2 separate regions of the Gossypium raimondii genome follow, and region 2 is linked to region 1. Evidence: chromatin contacts called from public Hi-C data. All regions are on one chromosome and are shown on one strand. The core of a region is the stretch at or near the end of the contact, and the rest is flanking DNA. Distances in the headings are between cores, read along the strand shown. Region 1 holds the start of LOC105798704 (DNA mismatch repair protein MSH2). Region 2 overlaps LOC105798696 (protein CASP).

Region 1 (4,276 bases), core at 102-2,601:
CACCATGAGCAGTATAATAATCCTGTATATTCAGAAAACAATAGTTTGGAAATGTCGTGCTTACGATGAAAAGGAAAATAAAACTAGCATTATAGAACAAAATCAATTTGTACAAGTTTTAGAAACCTAATATATACATATGCATTTATATATATGTGTGTAATATGAGAATGTCTTGATGTCCGCTTGTGTATTTTTACAGGCAGCATTGCACATTTACAAATTCTGACAGAGATGAAGGTTGAAATAGTTGACAAGTAGAAAGGGAAAGGTACATATAAGAAAATGGGTAATTAGGGATAGGACATTGCAAAAATGGCAATATACTTTAGCATGAATAAATGGATTTGAAAAATATTTCCAAAACCGTCTGTTCCTTTAAAAAATTTAACCATTTTCCCCTGAACTTCAAATAACACACGTATACGTATATAGCAATCTCCTGAAGAACAGTTATATGCAGTCCATATTTCCATTTCCTTTTTTATATATTAAGAAATAAAAATATTTAATTTCAAAGACAACCCAACTGGCATTTCTTAATTATAGGTGAAAAATAAGCACCCAGTTCTCAAAGCAAATTATTTAACCAATAATCATAATTGAAGTAAAGACAATATAAAATTTTACAACCCACAGTGGTAAAGACTATAAGCCTGAACTAACCCGGCGATCAAAAAACCGAACAGCCCTTGGATCCTGTAAAGGAAGAGACCAAATGATCAGCGAAACGAAATATAGTTCAAATTAAATCATTTTTTTCAAACTATATTAAGTATTGATATGGCATTTTCTCCCCCATTTTACCTGTTCTTGTTCGGTTTCATTATATAAGTAAATAAACATTAAAGGAAAAAAAACCATAATTAGTAATATAAATCCCAATAGATAGAAAAAGAAAAGGGGGCTTACATTCGGTAGAGTTTTGAAAAATGAGAGAAACCCTTGAGCCTGCTTAGCGTCTGTTAACAGTAACCCAAAAAAAAAAACCAAAAAAAGGAGAAAAGTATTATCAACCATAAATTCCTGGAAAAAAATTATCAAAAGAAAATTAAAAGTATCAAAAGAAGTTTCTAACAGAAAAAGGAGTGAGTGGGTACCTAGTTTGAGCTCTGGAAGCTTGTTTTGTTCATCAAAATTTTCATCCATTTTCGAGACAACTTACCAAAAAGCCCAAAAACAGGGGAAAAAAAGAGAAAGAAAATTGCTACTTTTCAGCTTCAGAGAACAGAAACCAAAAACCTAATCTGATTCTGTAGAAAAATAAAAACACAAAACCTAAAATAAAGGGCCTTTTTCTGATGGCGGGAAAGGAATTGGCGGGGTTTTGAGAAGGTGTCTCCGAAGTACTCCATATTTCTTGGTTGTGTTGAAGTTGGATCAACCTGACCTAAGCTTGGGCCAAGTCCTGAAAACAGATGATAACTTGGAGACTCAATTTATAACTAGAATTGGGCCTTTCTTTCATTTCATCCACTATGCACAAAGCCACAAATTTGTAAGTATCTCAATTCTACTTCATATTTTCTTTTAGGTTTAATGCTACTTTGTATGTCCGTATCAAAATAATATCATTTGTGCTTGTCAATTTAATTGGTTTTAAAAAATTTAAAATTGATAATACATATTAATAATATATAAACTATATATTTATTGTTTTATTTTGAAGTCTCGAAATATAATATTAAAATATTAAAATAAATAAAGGTATTAATTGTTAAAATAAATTGAAAAATTTAGATTTGAAATATTATATTAAAATGATTAATAAAAAAAGATATGTCAATATTTTATTATAAAATTTTGTACTAGAAAATAAATTAATTCATGAAAAATAATAATTAATAGTATTAAAAATAATTTTATTATGAAACATTAAATTAAAAAGGAGTCCTATGAATTGTAATATACGTTCAAAAATTAAGTAATGTTTAAATTAATTTAATATAAGTTACTGTTTGATAAATTGAAAAATTAAATGCAGAAAAATAAGTGTTGAAAATTTTAAGTCTTGAATTTAAGTTATAAAATTGTTTGATAAACATAAATTTTAAATTAAAAAATTCTACATTTTATCCTTAATTTTAAACATTTCACTTTATTCTAAACAAAAATCAAATTTTAAACGTAAAATTTTTATTGGATAATATAATAATAAAATAAATAAAATAAAATTTAATTGATTGAATATATCCTCCATTAAGTGATAAGTAGTTCTTATCTACTTATTATTTTCAATGGTCTATCAAACAAGCCCTAATTTAAAAGACAATATATAAAAGAGAAATTTATCCAGATTGAAAATAAGTGCCTTAAAGAGGAGTGTCCATTTGTTAAAAACTATAATGTGAACATGTTTGTTTATTTCTATTTTAGATAAACCTTATAATATATAATATTAGTCTTCTTACGTGTGATGCACGAGTTTAGTGTATAAATTAATTATAATCCTAAAAGCGATGTAGATTTGTTGAATTCGAATATAGTAATAAGTTAGTTAACCAGTAAATTTAAATAATTTAACATTTGCAAATGATAATATTGATTATATGATGAGAGTCTCAAGGCCCAATTTCGGACCTATGGATGTGACGGGCTTACACTACTTCAATGCCCAACAATAAGGTCAAAGGCTAAGTAAATCAAACCAAGATTCGATCAAAGACAAAATACGATGATGAATCTTTTCGAGAAAACAAGGACTGATACATGTACGGAATGGATGAAATTTATTGAAATCAATTCAATCAAGCTGTCAATTTTCAAGCTGAAAAGATTAGTCAATTTGCGATGCATTTTTGGATGGTATCTAGGCATTTATGGGCTTAGATGTCTGCATAGAGTTTTAAGATCTATCTCTTAGTTTTGAAACAAACTTTGAATCACTCGATTTCAAGTTCAAGAGCTTAAGTTATGACTGTTTTAGTGAAAACTGCGCGAGCAGAATTTCTGAATGAGATTATGACGGAAATTACTACTTTTGGGCTTTTAATTCGAGTTTAAATCATATTGTGTTCAGTTTTTAGGCTTAATTTTTATTATATATGATCTCAATATTGTATTTATTAGGTTTTATTATTTTATCATTTATTTATTCCGAATTTTGGATATTGTTTAAGTATTATAAGTTGTTTAGAAGTTTTTGTTTCATAGTCAAACAAGAAAGTTTAGTTTAAAACTACTTCTTATTTAGATTAATTAGAGTTTCAGTATACTTTAGAGTTTTATTTGGATGTACTTAGTTAGCCTATATAAAGACTTCTTCATTGTTCATTAACAGGAGATTGTTTTCATTAATTTTCAACTTTGAGAGTTAGTTTCTTTGTGCAAGATTTCTTTATTGTGATTTTTTAGAAGTAGTTTTCTTCTCGATTTTCTTCAAGGAGTCATGAGAATTCATTTTTCATCCTTCAATTTGCCAAGAATTATTTCTTGGAGGGTTGATTAGAGTCATTAATTGAGTTTGTTGGGATTTATATCTGAAAGGGTTCAGTTGGACACTTATCCATCTATCCATCATATCCATCAGTTTACTAATTCCATATTTCTCTTTGTTTTTTCTAATTTTCGTTGATTTATTTATTTATTATATTTTCTTAAATTTCTTATTTTAGTTATTTTTTTCGTTGTTTTCATAAATTTATTTGGTGTTTTCTTTTTAGGTCAGATCCAATTTTTTTCGAGTCGAACAACTTGAATACGATCTTCCTTCCGCATTTTTCGCTTCCTCCATTCAATTTCTTATCATTTGGTATCACATTTGGGCGTTTTAGGTTTTCTTTGTGTTCTTATAAACTGATTTCTAACAAATAACCTCAAAATAGTTTTTTTGTTCTTTTTACCTAGAAAGTTTTTCGAATTTTTTTTCTTCAATGGGTAAACATTTTCCAAATGATCTGAAATTTTACATACTGATTCTTGGCACTCTTTTAGAATATAAAAAAATATTTTTCCACAAAAAATGATTAAAAAGTGCAAAATAGAAAAATATGAAAAAAGAAAAGAAAAATATTTTATGGGTTTTGTGCCCAAATTTTTAGAAAAGATCTACATTATTAGAGGAGACTCTAGTTTAAATTTCGTGATTTTTGGAAATTAGGAACATTTTGAAAAAAAAAATCAAGTTGTTTTCCATTATTGCGAGTTTTCAGTTGAATAGTTTATTTTCTTTGATTATAACATTAGATTTTCTTTTATTCTTAACTTTTCTTATTCTATCATGCATTCAAACACATTTTCGCTTCTTGTGTTAATAGGTACGAAAACAATCGCCTTT
Region 2 (4,308 bases), core at 1,282-3,781, 280 kb before region 1:
TGATCACCTTTCAGTATGCCGAGGATCTTGAAAGTGGTTTCACCTCAGATGTTGAATCCAAGTACAAGAAGATATATGAGGATGATATTAATCCCTTTGCAGCATTCTCAAAAAAGGTTGGAAACTTGAGCTCCATTCATGAAATATGTAGCTCTGTCAGGTTCACATATATCACGTGATCTAGTTTAGTTTTGAACTTAGGCATGTAGAGTTCCCTTTGTTGTTTGATTCATTACAAATTTACAAATTTTAGAAGAGAAGAAACTGTGGGTGTTCACAGGCTTGTTTTTATTAGATGAACTAATTCAACTTAATTTTCTTAGTTACATATCTTCAAGCATAAATCAGATTTTGTATTTGTGCCATACATTCCATCATACATGCAATGAATGATCTGATAATTCTGGTTTCTTTTGGAACAATGCTCAAATATTCTTTCTCTTTGCAAGTATCAAGACTGATTCAAAATAAGATGTTGATACACACCCTTGTACGTTGCTATGAGACATATTTTTATCAGGCTAATATAAATGAAGAAGAATTGTCCTTGTAAAGCTTATTTTAGTTGGGAACAAAGTTGAACAGCCAAGACATGCAAACTCACAGCTTTTTACCGTCCATGCCAACTCGTATGAAAATATCAAAATAATCCAGTTAACATTTACATTCATGGAATCTTCGAGTTCAGGTCACATTTCTATTCATGCTGTTTGTTGATATAATGGAATAATCAGTTTCATTTATTACATAGGAGAGGGATCAAAGATACAAGGAGCTGGGCTTCAGAGACAGAATCACACTCAGCAGCGGACGTTTTCTTCTGGGAAACAAGTATGGTTTTGTTTCATCATCTATTGCATATACAGTGTATAGTATGCTTTATTTGGCAGGATCTCTTGTTCCATTTCTTGCATTTTTCTTTTTGAGTGTATGCACATTTGTAAAGGTGGCAATCACGCTGGTAGGTTTGGGGTGTCTAGCATTGTGACCAAGGTTGAGTTTAGGTCTCTGTCTTCTTTCCACTTCATTATTTTCTTGAGGATAGTCACTCTTAAGTGGGTGAATATAGGTTTCACGTAGGTTGGGGTATGTCTTATAGTAGGCTCAACTTTTTTTCTCGTTTTACTTTGCAAACAGCAAACCGAATGGTAATTGGATCTGGGGTTTGGATCATTTAAGGCAGGATGATTGTGTAAGGTAGTTGACTTCATTCAAATGCTTATTATAGGTCAACTTTGGTCCGAGTGTCGTTCCCTGTCTACAAATGTGCATTTGTAAATGAGCAGAATTTCTATGTGCATGTACCTTTACATTCTTTTGGGTGTTATATCCCTTCTATATATCAAATAAGAATAGTAGTAGCACATTTTTGTTGGCCCGTAGTTAAATTAATGTGGTCACCATTGTATAAGGGAGTCTGACGCAATTCTCTCCGTGACGTGTGGACGCAATAATACCTGCTTGCTTAGAAAGTTCGTTGATTTGCTAATGAAATACTTGGTTTGTAAGTGCAGGTATGCTCGAACATTTGCATTTTTCTACACAATTGGTTTGCATATCCTAGTGTTTACTTGTCTATACCGAATGTCCGCTCTAAGCTACCTCAGGTGATAATGTGCCCTAATCATTACTATAACTAAGCCAGATTTCCTTTCAGATTAATCTGACTCTACATGTATTTTTTGTTAATGCAGCCATGGCTCTGAGGAAACTGCCGTCGTTGAGAAAAACTTGAACCTTCCGCGTGGATATTAGTGACATCTACCCTTAGCCATTTCTTCATTTATGGTTTGTTCTTGTGAGAAGAATATGGCATTGAAATTAAATTTACAAACTTAATAAACTGTACATGTAACACAATCATGTTATGTTCAAAATAGCTAATACTATACATCCATGTCTTTCGATCTTAAGTTTGTTCTCAACTTGGGTTTGTTACGCCATCCTAATTCCAGTGCACGTATTTTTCTTTTTAAAAAAATTGAGATTATTGTCTTGAAAATGGAGGTGAGGAAATTCGATTTCAAAATATTTCTTTTTGAAGAAAATGCCATCTGATAATAATAATAAATTAAGGGGAAATACAAAGTCTTGAAACTCAGAAGAGATAACGCAAAACAGGAGGTTGAAAAAATAATACTATCGAAGAAATGAGAAGTCTGGGTAATCAAAGTCACAAAGCTTCAGCCAAACATTTCCATTCTTCACTGAGTAGACACCGAATCCAACCATTAGCTAGTTCAAGGTGTGTAAATACACACCATACTTTTTACTTATTTTAATATTTGTTTTATTTTTTGTTCTTATTCGTGAATACTATAACTCTATAAGTGGGTGACCTTCACTGTCCTTTCTTTTCTTTTCTGATGAGATTACTTTGGCTTCTTCACTTTAACTTCTCTTTCTTTTTTTCAATAATTCATATTTTTTTCTTTTTCCTAAACTTTTCTTCTTCATAACTCTACTATTTAAACTTTAAACCCTTCTAGATTGAGGGTGGGTGAGGCAGAGTAGACGGTGCTATCCTGGGGCTGAAGAATCTGATGGTCTGATGGGTGTGGGACTGTGGGGGGTGAGGGTCACGGGTAGATTTAGGACATTAGCTTTTAGTTTTCAAAATTTTAAATTTATTTTTATTTATTTTTTTCTGCTTTGGTCTCATAGTTGAAAAGAACCAGACTTTTTTATTATTGGATCGTTTTTCCAGCTTGACCTAATCCGGGGAGTTCAAAATTTCCAAAAGCCGGTTCGACCGGTTTGTCCTGATACTCGGTTCAAAAGGATTTTTGCTGTTGAACGGACTGGTTAATTTCCGGTTCCCAGTTCAACCGGCCAGTCCAGTTTGGTTTTCAAAATATTAGTATTTAGCCTTTAACAAACATGCAACAAGCGAGTTCAAATTAGCTAACAATCGCCAAGCTTATTTTGCTAAGAGAGCAACATTAAACTTTTATATTTTCATATTTATGAATTGGTTTGATCCTAATTAGAAGTTATCAATTTTCAAGTATGATAGATATTGTTTTTATATTATTATAATTTTTTTATTTGAGTTGGTGTCATAAGTTAATCGGATATTAATTAAATTTGTAAAGATTTAAAAGTTATTATTTTAAAAAATAACAAACATCTTTACTATAATTAAATTATTGACTAAATTAGTGTCACAAGCAAGATAGTCAGTACTATACCGGTGGACTAATCACTTTTTGTTTGGGTACTAGTGCGTACCCGTATTGATATGTTTTGATGTATCTATTTGGATTTATCGATATTGACATGTTTTAATGTACTGTTTTGGATTTATTGATTTTTTAAATATTTTTTTACATATATACTCATTTTTAGTTTTTTGATAAATTATATATGCATTTAAATACTTTTCACATATATTTATAGTATAATTTATTAGTTTCTTAATAAATTATATATTATTTTGTTAAAAAAAAATTATGTATTACATATAGATACAAATACATCTCCATTACATTCATATAAATATATTTATATGTAAATATAAGTTTAAAATTATTCATTAACTTCAATAATTTAATTTAATAGCTTTTAATTTTAAATATAATTATAGAAAACTTAAAGTGGTTAAAATAAAAAATTTTAAAATTTTTCACAAATCAATAGGAGCCGATATGCACCGATACAAACTGATATTGACTGAAATAGACTGAAACACACTGAAATGGTTGAGACACATTAAAATTTTGACCAAAGCAAAACAAAGACTACTTGGTACTGATTTAAACTAGGGGTGTGCAAAACTCGAATCAAGTCGAAGAAATTCAAAGTTTGAGTTATTCGAATTAAGTTGTTCAAACTTTTAAGGGTTTTTTTAATTTTAGGGTTAGAGTTAGAGTTTTTTGTTAAGAATTAGGGTTTAGGGTTTTAAGAGTGAAATCGTGAAAGTTTATATGTAGATTTGAGGGGCCACTGATGCAATAACGCGTCTTATAACACATACATTTCATATGTCGTGCTAGGATAGAACCATTACCTCAGAAACCCATCCTATTAAAGTTAGGTTTTGAGGTGATAGTGCTTGATACGATCATGGGTTGAAGTTTAAGTGGAGGTCCCAATCGGTGGCCATGATACGATCACGGGTTCGAGTATAACTAGGGCCAATTGACAGTCATTATGTGGTCACGAGTTCAAGCTTTTTGGATACCTGTAAATGATGCCTTACATATACCATGCATAAGATTGAAGCCATAATCATAGGGAAAAGCAAAGGGCTTTCTAGTGTAATCAACATACATTTTTTTCTATTTCCAGGCCGCTAGTATCTTTAAC

Evidence for each region. A called contact is a pair of places that touch in the nucleus more often than the background predicts.
Region 2: a contact with region 1 is called in a Hi-C map of leaf, with 2.2 times the contacts expected there. The contact joins the enhancer-like site here to the promoter of LOC105798704 in region 1. A contact is called at or near these places in 2 of 2 Hi-C or Micro-C datasets (both in leaf).

What each region holds. Positions count from the first base shown.
Region 1 is chr9:21,319,493-21,323,768 of ASM2569854v1, reverse strand. It overlaps LOC105798704 (DNA mismatch repair protein MSH2), which reads right to left and starts at 1,351. Exons shown (of 13, transcript XM_012628872.2): 1 at 1,101-1,351; 2 at 913-962; 3 at 667-699; 4 at 1-22. The coding sequence starts at 1,149.
Region 2 is chr9:21,600,859-21,605,166 of ASM2569854v1, reverse strand. LOC105798696 (protein CASP) reads left to right here. Exons shown (of 19, transcript XM_012628861.2): 16 at 15-116; 17 at 752-831; 18 at 1,515-1,607; 19 at 1,695-1,913. The coding sequence ends at 1,755. Among protein-coding and RNA genes, the nearest start is that of LOC105798696, 17 kb to the left of the region's middle. Within about 2 kb of position 2,531, the one cell type or tissue checked has open chromatin away from gene starts, as enhancers often do. A contact at or near this core is called in leaf, where this site is marked.